Linked DNA regions of Sus scrofa: region 1 is linked to region 2. A link is a contact called in public Hi-C data. All regions are on one chromosome and are shown on one strand. The core of a region is the stretch at or near the end of the contact, and the rest is flanking DNA. Distances in the headings are between cores, read along the strand shown.

Evidence for each region. Hi-C and Micro-C count contacts between places; a contact is called where the count stands out from the background.
Region 1: a contact with region 2 is called in a Hi-C map of liver, with 3 times the contacts expected there. The contact joins the promoter of CHAF1B here to the promoter of DOPEY2 in region 2. A contact is called at or near these places in 1 of 5 promoter capture datasets (fetal skeletal muscle), 4 of 47 Hi-C or Micro-C datasets (embryonic fibroblasts, fetal skeletal muscle, heart right ventricle and 1 more) and 1 of 2 datasets of contacts at active chromatin or transcription factors (alveolar macrophages).

Annotation. Positions count from the first base shown.
Region 1 is chr13:200,046,777-200,051,728 of Sscrofa11.1, forward strand. It overlaps CHAF1B (chromatin assembly factor 1 subunit B), which reads left to right and starts at 1,320. Exons shown (of 15, transcript XM_013982578.2): 1 at 1,320-1,424; 2 at 2,100-2,294; 3 at 3,012-3,144. The coding sequence starts at 2,169.
Region 2 is chr13:199,845,574-199,850,621 of Sscrofa11.1, forward strand. DOPEY2 (protein dopey-2) reads left to right here and starts at 2,449. Exons shown (of 39, transcript XM_003132763.4): 1 at 2,449-2,632.

The DNA.
Region 1 (4,952 bases), core at 70-2,569, 200 kb after region 2:
GGTCACTGCTGTTGTGTGGGTTCCATCCCTAGCCCAGGAACTTCCACATGCCAAGGGTGCAGCCAAAAAAAATAGAACATTAAATTCTGTTTTTGAAAAGTGTTTATAACGACATCTACTAATTGAGTTATATATACTGTAAGCAATCCAGGTACCAAACAATCCCATAGCTTTGAATTCTCCAAAACGATCTGGAGCCAATACATAAAAAACAGAAATCTTAATTTTCGTTTGCAAAAGGAGGAAGAGACCTGGTTGAATTCAGGGCCATATATCTGGAGGGAGAGAAGAGGGGAAGGTGGGGAGAGGGAGAATGAGGCAGGAGAGGCTGGCAGGCAGTCTTTTGCAAGGTTGCACTCGGTAGCACTCCCTTCACAAAGTTCCTCCTACCTTGAAGGCCCAGAAACCTGCTGCTGGCCAGCACAAGGTGGCTGCCCGTTTGTCAGAGCACATCTCGGCTCAGCCAACCACGATTCTAAATCATTTAGAATGAGAATTAAAACTGCCTTTGAAACTCCCATGTCCATAGGACCTGCTCATTCATGTCCAAAGGCTTCCATATCATTGGCCCGTCCATTCTTTCCCTTTGCGGGGTCCCAGTGCCCCTCCTTTTGTGCTTCTATTGCACACGTGAATTTCTTTAGTTTGAATCTACATTTGCCAGAGCAGCTCATCCAAAACTCTCTATCACCTGAGCCCACTTCAAATGCCACCTTCTCTTCAAACTTTCTTTGAGCCCTCAAATCCAAAATAGCTTCGTCTTCAGAACTGTAAGAGCACCTTGTTCCTTTCACGCTTCTTTTCACTTTATTTTTAAATTATTATTATTTGTATACATGGCTACAGATGCTCCAAAGACCGTCTCTGCTGTGGTTATGTTTGAAACACCAGTGACCAAGACAGGTCACAGCTGCCAAATATTCGCTGCACCAGGGAAGGATTTAGTAGTCTTGGGCGGGTCTCAGGGTTACAGCCTCCTCACCCGTCCTATAGGACGGCTCTTTGTTTCCTTTTACCCGTCTGTAAATTCTGAGTTTTAAGTTTTGAGTCCGCTTCGCTCTCCACTGTGTACCGAGGCTGGGTATAGGGCCCAGCAGATGCTCAGTAAATGTTTGCTAAAAGAATAAATTAACAAGGGAAGAAGTGACTGCACCAATGAATCGATCGATGACCGCTCCCCATCCTCCAATGTGCGTCCGTCCGCAGGGAATTAAAAAACCGGTGGGAGCCGGCACAGATTCGGTAGACTTTGAGGCGCCTGACCAGCCTTCGCGTAGGGGGCGGGGCCTCTAGGAGTACCGCCCACGCAGAGGCGGAGCGCCTCTGAGATCCCGCCCACGAGGAGGCGGGGCCTGCAGCGCGCGAAAAGCGGCGCGCGAGGCGGCGGGAGCTGGCGGCGCCGGGTCCTCACTCGGTCCGTGCAGGTAAGTCGTCCCCGTGGCTGGCTCCCGCGTCCCCGCGGTTCCCGGGCCTGGCCGGGCGGGGCGAGAAGCTCTTACCGAGGGCCCGCCGCGAGGACCGGGGATAGCTCCCAAGAAGCCCGGGTTCGTGCGAGCGTCCCTGGCGCGGTGCGGCCTCCTCCCTGCCTACGTCAGGTCTCGGTTTCCCGGGCCCAGAGCCGGGTCCGGAGCGGCAGGAAGGGGGCTGCCCTCTCGCCCAGGGCCTCAGTCCGCTCCTTGTACAGCCCCTCCCCGGAGCGGCCCTCTCCCCTGGGCAACCCCTACCCTAGGCAGCCTCCTGCCCGGGGATGGCCCGGCCGCCGGCTCTCCTGCTGGCGGCCCGGCCCCGGCGCTCTGGGCTGCTCACCCCACCCCCCCAACCCCAGTCTACGCTAAGCAGCGGCGGGCGTGCAGCCTGGCCAGCCCGGTCCCTTGATTTCCTCTGCCTGGGTGTTCCATTTTGTTTTCCTGGCCGTAGCAGGAGGAGAAGCAGAACAGCCAAGACTCGGCGAACCATTTTAGGTGGAACTTGCGAGCTAACATTAACATCCTCTCCCAATACAGCGTGCATTTTAAATGGTTGGCAGGGTGCCTGGCTCATAATAAGCCTTCAGTACATCATTCCTGCTTTAATATTCAACTTGTACCAACGATTTTCAGCTTTCCTCCGTCTTTGGAGAAAGAACGGTTCCCGAGGAATTTTATTTTGCCCCTGCAAGACTCAGGAGGATGAAAGTCATCACTTGCGAAATCGCCTGGCACAACAAGGAGCCGGTGTACAGCCTGGACTTTCAGCATGGAACCGCGGGGAGGATCCACAGACTGGCGTCCGCGGGCGTGGACACCACTGTCAGGGTAAATGGGGCGGAGCTAGAAAGGGCGGGGAAGCACCCCTGAGGCCGCCTTCTCCACTCTTTTATTTATAACTAATATCAACAAACACAGAGACATCATTTAGTCGCGAGGGATAAATTCTCAGGGCCTGGAGTCAACCATGAGAGCAAAAGAGCAGCTTTCTTCCTGGGGTCCCGTTTCCTAGATTGATGTCACTGGATGCCCTTTATTTTAGAATCCCGAGCCAGGTTCCTCTTGGGGAACAGCTTGCCCTAGAAAGAGGTGGGAGGGAGGACGGCTGGCAGTGGGACTGCAGGGTTGTGTTTCAGAGAGCAGCTACTTCATTTTACATTTCAAAAGAAACATTCAGTTTTCGTTCTGAGTGTAAATATAGTGTTGGTCTAGTAGACACAGTATAGTGAGTGCTCGCTGTGTTTCTCTGAACAGGTTTTTTTTTTTTTTTTTTTTTTTTTTTTTCATTCTTTTTAGGGCCACATCTGCAGCATATGGAGGTTCCCAGGCTAAGGATCGAAACAGAGCTGCAGCTGCCAGCCTACGCCACAGTCACACGGGATCTGAGCCAGGTCTGTGACCTACAACGTGGCTCAAGGTAATGCTGGATCCTTAACCCACTGAGCGAGGCCAGGGATCGAACCCACATCCTGATGGAGGTTAGTTGGGGTTCATTACCGCTGAGCCACGGCAGGAACTCTGGAACAAATGTTTTCACATCAACAGATCTGGAAGGTGGAAAAAGGACCAGATGGAAAGGCCATTGTGGAATTTCTGTCCAACCTTGCTCGCCACACCAAAGCTGTCAACGTTGTGCGTTTTTCTCCAAATGGGGAAATCTTAGCATCAGGAGGGGATGGTGAGTATTCAGCGTCAGAATTCTTTCAGATCTCCATGTGTCTCATATTCAAGAGCAAGATTTGCGCTAGGTGTACTTTGTGATTTTAGAGATCACTTGACCCTCTCAATCTGTCATTTAAATGGTTTTGCAAAATAATGTGGGGAGTGTGACGGGGTAGAACACTGCCAGCTTAAACTGAGAAGGCCCGTTTGAAAGTAGCCCCTTTCCCACTTCTTCCCACCGGGCTGGAAGGGGCCTGCCATTCTGTCAGAGTCCCAAGGCAACTGTCCTGGCCTTGCTGGACTGTTGGCTTACTGTCCTTAAGTGATCGCGGTCCATTCTGTCTCTGTGTAATGAATCATTAATTGGCCTAGGGAGTATTGTCTAAAGGGCCCTCTAAATTATGTTTGTCTGGTAGGAGTAGTTGATTCATATTTTCTGCTTAAAATGGCATAGAACTATACAGAAAAGGTAAATCTTTTTTTTTTTTTTTTTTTTTTTGGTTTTGAGGGCAGCACCCATGGCATATGGAAGTTTCCAGGCTAGGGTTCAAATCTGAGCTGTAGCTGCCGGCCTACACCACAGCCATAGCAATGCCAGACCCAAGCCCTGTCTGTGACCTACACCACAGCTCAAGGCAATGCGGATCCTTAACCCACTGAGCAAGGCCAGGGGTTGAACCCGTGTCCTAAGGGATACTATTCGGATTCATTACTGCTGAGCCACAGGGGAAGGTCTGATAAATCTTTTTGTCATGCTCTAAAACTAAAATAGTCCAGAAGTCAGAATAAAAATAAAGCAGACTAAAAAAAAAATAATAATAATAATAATAAAAATAAAGGAGTTCCCGTCGTGGCTCAGTGGATAATGAACCTGACTAGTAACCATGAGGTTACTAGTTGGGTTCAATCCCTTGCCTCGCTCAGTGGGTTAAGGATCCCGCGTTGCTGTGAGCTGTGGTGTAGGCTGGTGGCTACAGCTCTGATTAAACCCCTAGCCTGGGAACCTCCATATGCTGCAGGTGCAGCCCTAAAGAAAAGAAAAATTTAAAAAATAAAGCAGAAATCTCAGATGCTACTTGCAGGAGGAGGAAGAGAGACCCGGTTACATTCGGTGCCCTGATGCGCAGTGTGTGTGTAGAGGGAGAGGTGGGAGTGGCAGCCCCATGGGGGGTGGGAGGGTGCTGGCCAGAGTCTTCTGTGGGGTTGCCCAGGGCAGCACAAGTCCCTTGGCCTTGAAGGCCCAGAAGCCTGCTTTTAGTCAGCATGGGGAGAGGGTCTGTCTGTCAGGCCGATTGAAGCTGAGCTCCCCTGATTCCAGTTAATTTAGAAAGAGAACGCATGTGTCCATACCACCGGCTCCTTCATTCTCCTCGGGCATTGCTCAGGGGGCGGCTGCGTCATGGTCAGGAGGTGATGTGTGGGGAATTAGGGGATTCGGATGACTGACGATGTCAGGCCGAGGTGTCTGATGCGCCACAGTGTTCATTGCTAACACACGGACAGGCTTGCATGTGCTGGGTGTTCTGTCCTAAGCGCCTTGCGTATTACCTCATTTAATCCTCACACTAGGCCTGTGATGTGTGCACACGGCTAGTAGCCTCTTTTTACAGGTAAGGAGACTGAGGCCTCGAGATGGTAATGAGCGAGCTGTAGGTTACACAGGTGGGAGGGATTCGCCAGCCCCTGAATTGGTGGCTCTGTTCTTCCACGTTTAGCCACTTATAGATAGGTTGTGTCTGTAGGTTTGTCAACGTAGTCGCTTGGCAGTGGTGTTTTGCTGGCGTGGGGACCCTCTTTAAGGTTTCCTTGTACAGCTCTGATCTG
Region 2 (5,048 bases), core at 1,199-3,698:
GAGCTTATCACATCTTCATTAGGAAATCAACTTTCATGAAATTCTTTTTCCTGCCAAATTCTCAGTCCTTCAAACAGTTTTCCTCTGTTTCTACTTTAAGACCATCCCTAAAAATTGACCATTAGAGGGCATCTGGGACACTCGTCACATGCCAAATGGATGGAGACGGAATCAGAATCACAAGCCCGGCTGCGGAGTTCCCACTGTGACACAGTGGGTTTGAGGTAGGAGGTAGATGACCCCTGGACTAAGTCTTAACAGCTGGGACGTGTTGGGCTGAGGAAACCGGGCCTTACTTCTCTTTGACACATCAAGGGGAAAGTTAATGGCAGGAGCTAAGCTCTGCTGGAGTAAAAAGATAAGACGACCACATCCATCACTCCGGGGGTCAAGGAGACCCAACTACACATGCACCAAAAGACTCCTGGGGCCAAAAAGGGGGGGGGGTGCTAGGCCACAATATGTCCTGATAACTGTCCCATCACCCTTTGCTCTGGAATCCGTCTTGGCCACAAGAGGCTCACACATATCCGGGAGGGGCCTGGGTCTGGTCAGGTGTGAGAAATAAAACAAGATAATTGGCTAAAGGAAAACAAAGACCTGGAAGAACTGTCCTATATAAATGACTGAAGTCACCTCCCTGGCGTGCTCCTCATTCAGGGGGACACCTACAGCCGCATTCCTCCTTTGAGTGTGTATTACTGCTTTGCTTCTGCCTTAGGTAAATAGACTACTTCTCTGCATGCTCTCCCACATGTTGTACTGTGTTTCTAACAATAAATTCTATACCTGTTTTTATGGTCTTTGCCTCCTCGAAACATTCTTGCTCTCAACAGGAGGCAAGAATCAAGGCAATTCTGCTTTAGTCTCTGACGATTCTAGTGGCTAGGATTTGTGGTGTTCATCCAGGCTGCCTAGGTTCAATTCCTGAGCAGAGAATTAAGATCTTGCTTCAAAGCATCACTCACTGCTCTCTCTGAAATCAGGTTAAGGATCTGGCATTTCTATAGTTCACAGCTGTGGCTCAGATTCAATTCTTGGCCCCAGAACTTGCATACATCACCAGTGCAGCCATAAATAAATAAAAGCAGCAGTAGCAGCAGCCTGGTTGGGCCAGAGGTTCAACATCCCAAACTATTCGAATATTCTTGGTGTTTTGGGGGAAGCAATAGATCCTCTTGGGGATTTGATACAAACTATATACTCTTTCTCCAGAAAATATACACTTACACTAAATATTCTACACAATTTCAACATGTTTGTGGACACCCTATGCTCACCACCCTCAACTCTTTCATGGATGGCCTAGCATTCACGAACCCCAGACTAGATCTGAAAATTCCTAAGGAATGGTGAGGGGTTAAACTGTTAAGAGGCCGCTTGGAGAAATCACAACCTCAACCAACAGATGGCACTGCTTTGGTTGGCTGAGAGCCCCAGCAGGTGCAAGCAGGATATCAGGTGAACTTTGTCTGATTCCTGTCATCAAGGTGCATCTTGCTCTGCAGCAGTCAGGCCAGGTTCGGTCTGGACTGTCCAGATCCAAAGGCTCTTGAGGATGAGAGGAAGAGGTTAGAGCTATCCGAAAATAGAAATCCCATTTAGACTTGATGCGGGTCTCTTTTCTGAGCCAGAGCCCACATAGCTAAACTCTTTCCTCTGATGCCGAGGGTCAGAAAAGTGTGGCCCGTGCGGCTGAGGCACCTTAGCCAGGGTCCCTAAACCTGCTGTGGTCAGAGCTTGTAGGGAAGGGTTCGTTCCGCTACCTCCCCGAGGGTTTGGGTGTGGTCCCCATGTCTCAGTGCCACCAGCCCCATCTTTCTTGAGTCCAACGGCTGTCTTTGTAACTCCAAACCTCTCCTTGGGCAGGCCGATTCACTGACCGATGTCCCTTTCTATTTGGGTGTATGAGATTGGAGGGGTGAAGAAAGGCCCAGGTGAGGGGCGGAGCCATCCTGCCCACCTGTGTTAGACCTTCCCAGGAGCAGACCCGTGGCGAGGGCGGGACCTAGCTGTTCAGGCAGTGAGCGGCGCCCACTGAGGGAAAGCGGCGGAAGGGTGGGGTGGAAGCCTGACGCTGGGGAGTGGGCACCTAGGACCCTCCCCCGCGCGCTGAGGACGCGCCCCCAGGGCCCGCCCCGCTTGCTTCGGTACCGTCTTCTGGTCCCGCCCCCAAGTCAAGGGCCCGCCTCCCGGCCCTGCCCCGAGCGTCGAGGATGCGCCCTCGGCTCTGCCCTACGCACTGAGGGTTCTCCCTTGGCCCCGCCCCCGTGCGCCGAGGACACGCCTCCCAGGTCTGCCCGGTCCTGCCTGCAGAGGACCCCCTCCCTTGGCCCCGCCCCCATGAGCCGAGGGTCTGCTTCTCGACCCAGCCCTCATAGGCCACGCCCTCATAGGCCACGCCCCACGCGCCAAGAGCCCGCCCCATGGCCCCGCCCCCACGCGCCGAAGATCCGCCTCCCAGCCCGCCCAGTGTCCTGGAGCCGCGGCGGCTGGGGCTCCGACGCGGCGCTTCCTCCGCGGTCTCGGCTCTTCGCCGTGCCGCAGCTGCCCACGGCTCTACCAGTCGTGTGCAGGTCGGCTCTTCCGCGCCTCCCTTCGGCGAGCCCGCCGAGAAAGGCCGCCACCCCCGGTAAGTCGGGCCCGCGCCCTCGGCCGCCAGGCGAAGCCGAGGGAACCGGGGCGTCTCCTCCTGCGGGCCCGCGAGCGTCAGGGGCGTTTCCCCCGGGTGCACAGGGTTCGGGCAGCGCGGTGAGGCGGTCTTGGCGTGCAGGTGGTGGTTCCCCCCGAGCACTGCCCGGACCCGCGGCGCACACTGCTGCAGTGCGGGGGCTGCCCTAACGAGGCCCCGAGTGGGCGTGGGCTCCGGCCCAGGACCCCCAAGGGGCAGCCCGGGAGGCTGAATGGGGTCCCCTGCCAGTTCCCTGGCTCCCCGAGGCGAAGGAAGAGCGGCCGGGCCGACGCGGCCTCTCCTCTGGCAGGTGGAGGTCAGGTGGGTCACCGCCTTCCCGCTTCTCACCTCAGCGGCGGATGTTGAAGCTGCGGCTTTGTTTGCCCGCAGTCCTGTTGGGGAGCAGGTTTGGGGATCGAGACCTTTATAAGATAATGGCTTTTCTGTTAAGGGACCACCTCCCACCCCCCCACCCCGAGTCTTTCAGACCGTCCCCAGAAGGGATTCGAGCCGCAGTGCGCGCTCTGCCTGCCCTCCTGGCCCCTGCGTCTGGCAGGATTGCAGGCTGCTGCCGCCCTGGCTGGTCCTTGAGCACCTCACCGCAGCTGCTTATGAAGGCTGTTACCCGCAGGTGTTTCCTTAACCTGGGACAGCTGTCCTACAGTGGGAGAACCTTTGTAGGATTTTTTTGGTAAGCCAGTGGAGGCGCTCCTCTCCCCCCAAATCTTGCCCCCATTCGTGTCTTGCATTTTTTTCCACTACAATTTAATTACCACCCTGAAAGACCCGACTCAAAATAATATGCCCTAGAGTTGATTAAGCCAATTGCAGATGAGCCTTTCTGTGCTGGAGACTAAGGATCATTATCTATTGATAAGTGTCCCCAATTGTGGAGAGTGACTGTTTGACAGTTTTTTGTGTTTTCATCTAACTCAGAAATGGTCTTTCACGCAAACATCTTTTAAATTAACTTGTGTTGGATCTAGCTGGTTGGCTTTTCACTCGAATTTGTTTTTCTAAGAAATTAAGAATGGATAAGGTGAGCCATTTCCTGCTGACATTTGCCTTTTTTTGGGCGGATACATATGCTCTGATAGGCTTGTTTATACTACTCTTCCCCTGTGTATCTAATTGTTACCAGGCTGTAGAATTCTTATCAGTTTTACTGAGCTATTGAACCTCTCACAGAAAAGATATCCAGAATAGATTGCAAAATTATTGTCAAAAGAGCTCTGTAAGGGCTGCACTATTAATTTACCTGTAGGGTAATATAGGTGAGGCTCTATACCTACTCAGTTGTGCCACCTGGCTGAGCCAGAATCCTATTTCTGCCAGTTGCTTGCTGTGTGACCCCTGGCAGTTTTCTGATTCCCAATACCCTCATTTGGAGGTTGATAACACCGATCTCTTAGGACTTGTGTGTTGCATGAGAGAAATACATGCATAAGTGATGGATTCACCAAGCCTACCAGAAAACTTGCTCAGTAGCACAGTATCAAGTGCCCTGTATTTAGAAATAGAATATCTTGCCTGGTTGCCACAGACTTCAGCGTAGGTCACAGATGCAGTTTGGATCCAAGGTTGCTGTGGCTGTGGCGTAGGCCGGCAGCTGCAGCTCTGATTTGACCCCTAGCCCGGGAACTTCCATATGCTGCAGGTGTGGCCCTGTAAAGAAAAGAAAAGAGGAGTTCCCATCGTGGCGCAGTGAAAATGAATCTGACTAGGAACCATGAGGTTGAGGTTTCGATCCCTGGCCTCCCTCAGTGGGTTAAAGATCTGGCGTTGCCATGAGCTGTGGTGTAGGTCACAGATGAGGCTTGGATCTGGCATTGCTGTGGCCCTGGCGGAGGCCAGCAGCAACAGCTCCAATTAGACCCCTAGCCTGGGAACCTCCATATGCTGCGGATGCAGCCCTAAAAGGACAAAACACAAAAAAAAGAGAAAAGAGAGCTTGCTTGAATGACTATTTCCAAACTTCTCTCCTGTGCTGTAATAGGGAATAGTATTGTCTTCTTCCATCCCATAGTAACCTGAACTGCTCATTACCTGCTCTTACCTGGCTGACACTTTCCTTGCTATGAGCAGTGGTGTCCCTTCGCCACCCCACCTCCTAAACACACATGTTATCACTGACCAGGCTCTCTTCCTGCTAAGAAGCATCCACACCTGTGGACTTTGAGGACTTCTCTGCTGGCAGTTGGGCTTCCTCGGCCCTTCTTGCCAGCATCCCTCTGTTACATCAGCCCGCCCTCCGTCACTGTGTGTGCCACATTAAATCAGAATTGTGTTTGGAGATGTCCCCTTTTAGAGGCTCTGAGCTGTGAGACTGGACCCCTGCCTTGTTCATGCATCTTTCCCCAGACTCCTGCTACAGCGA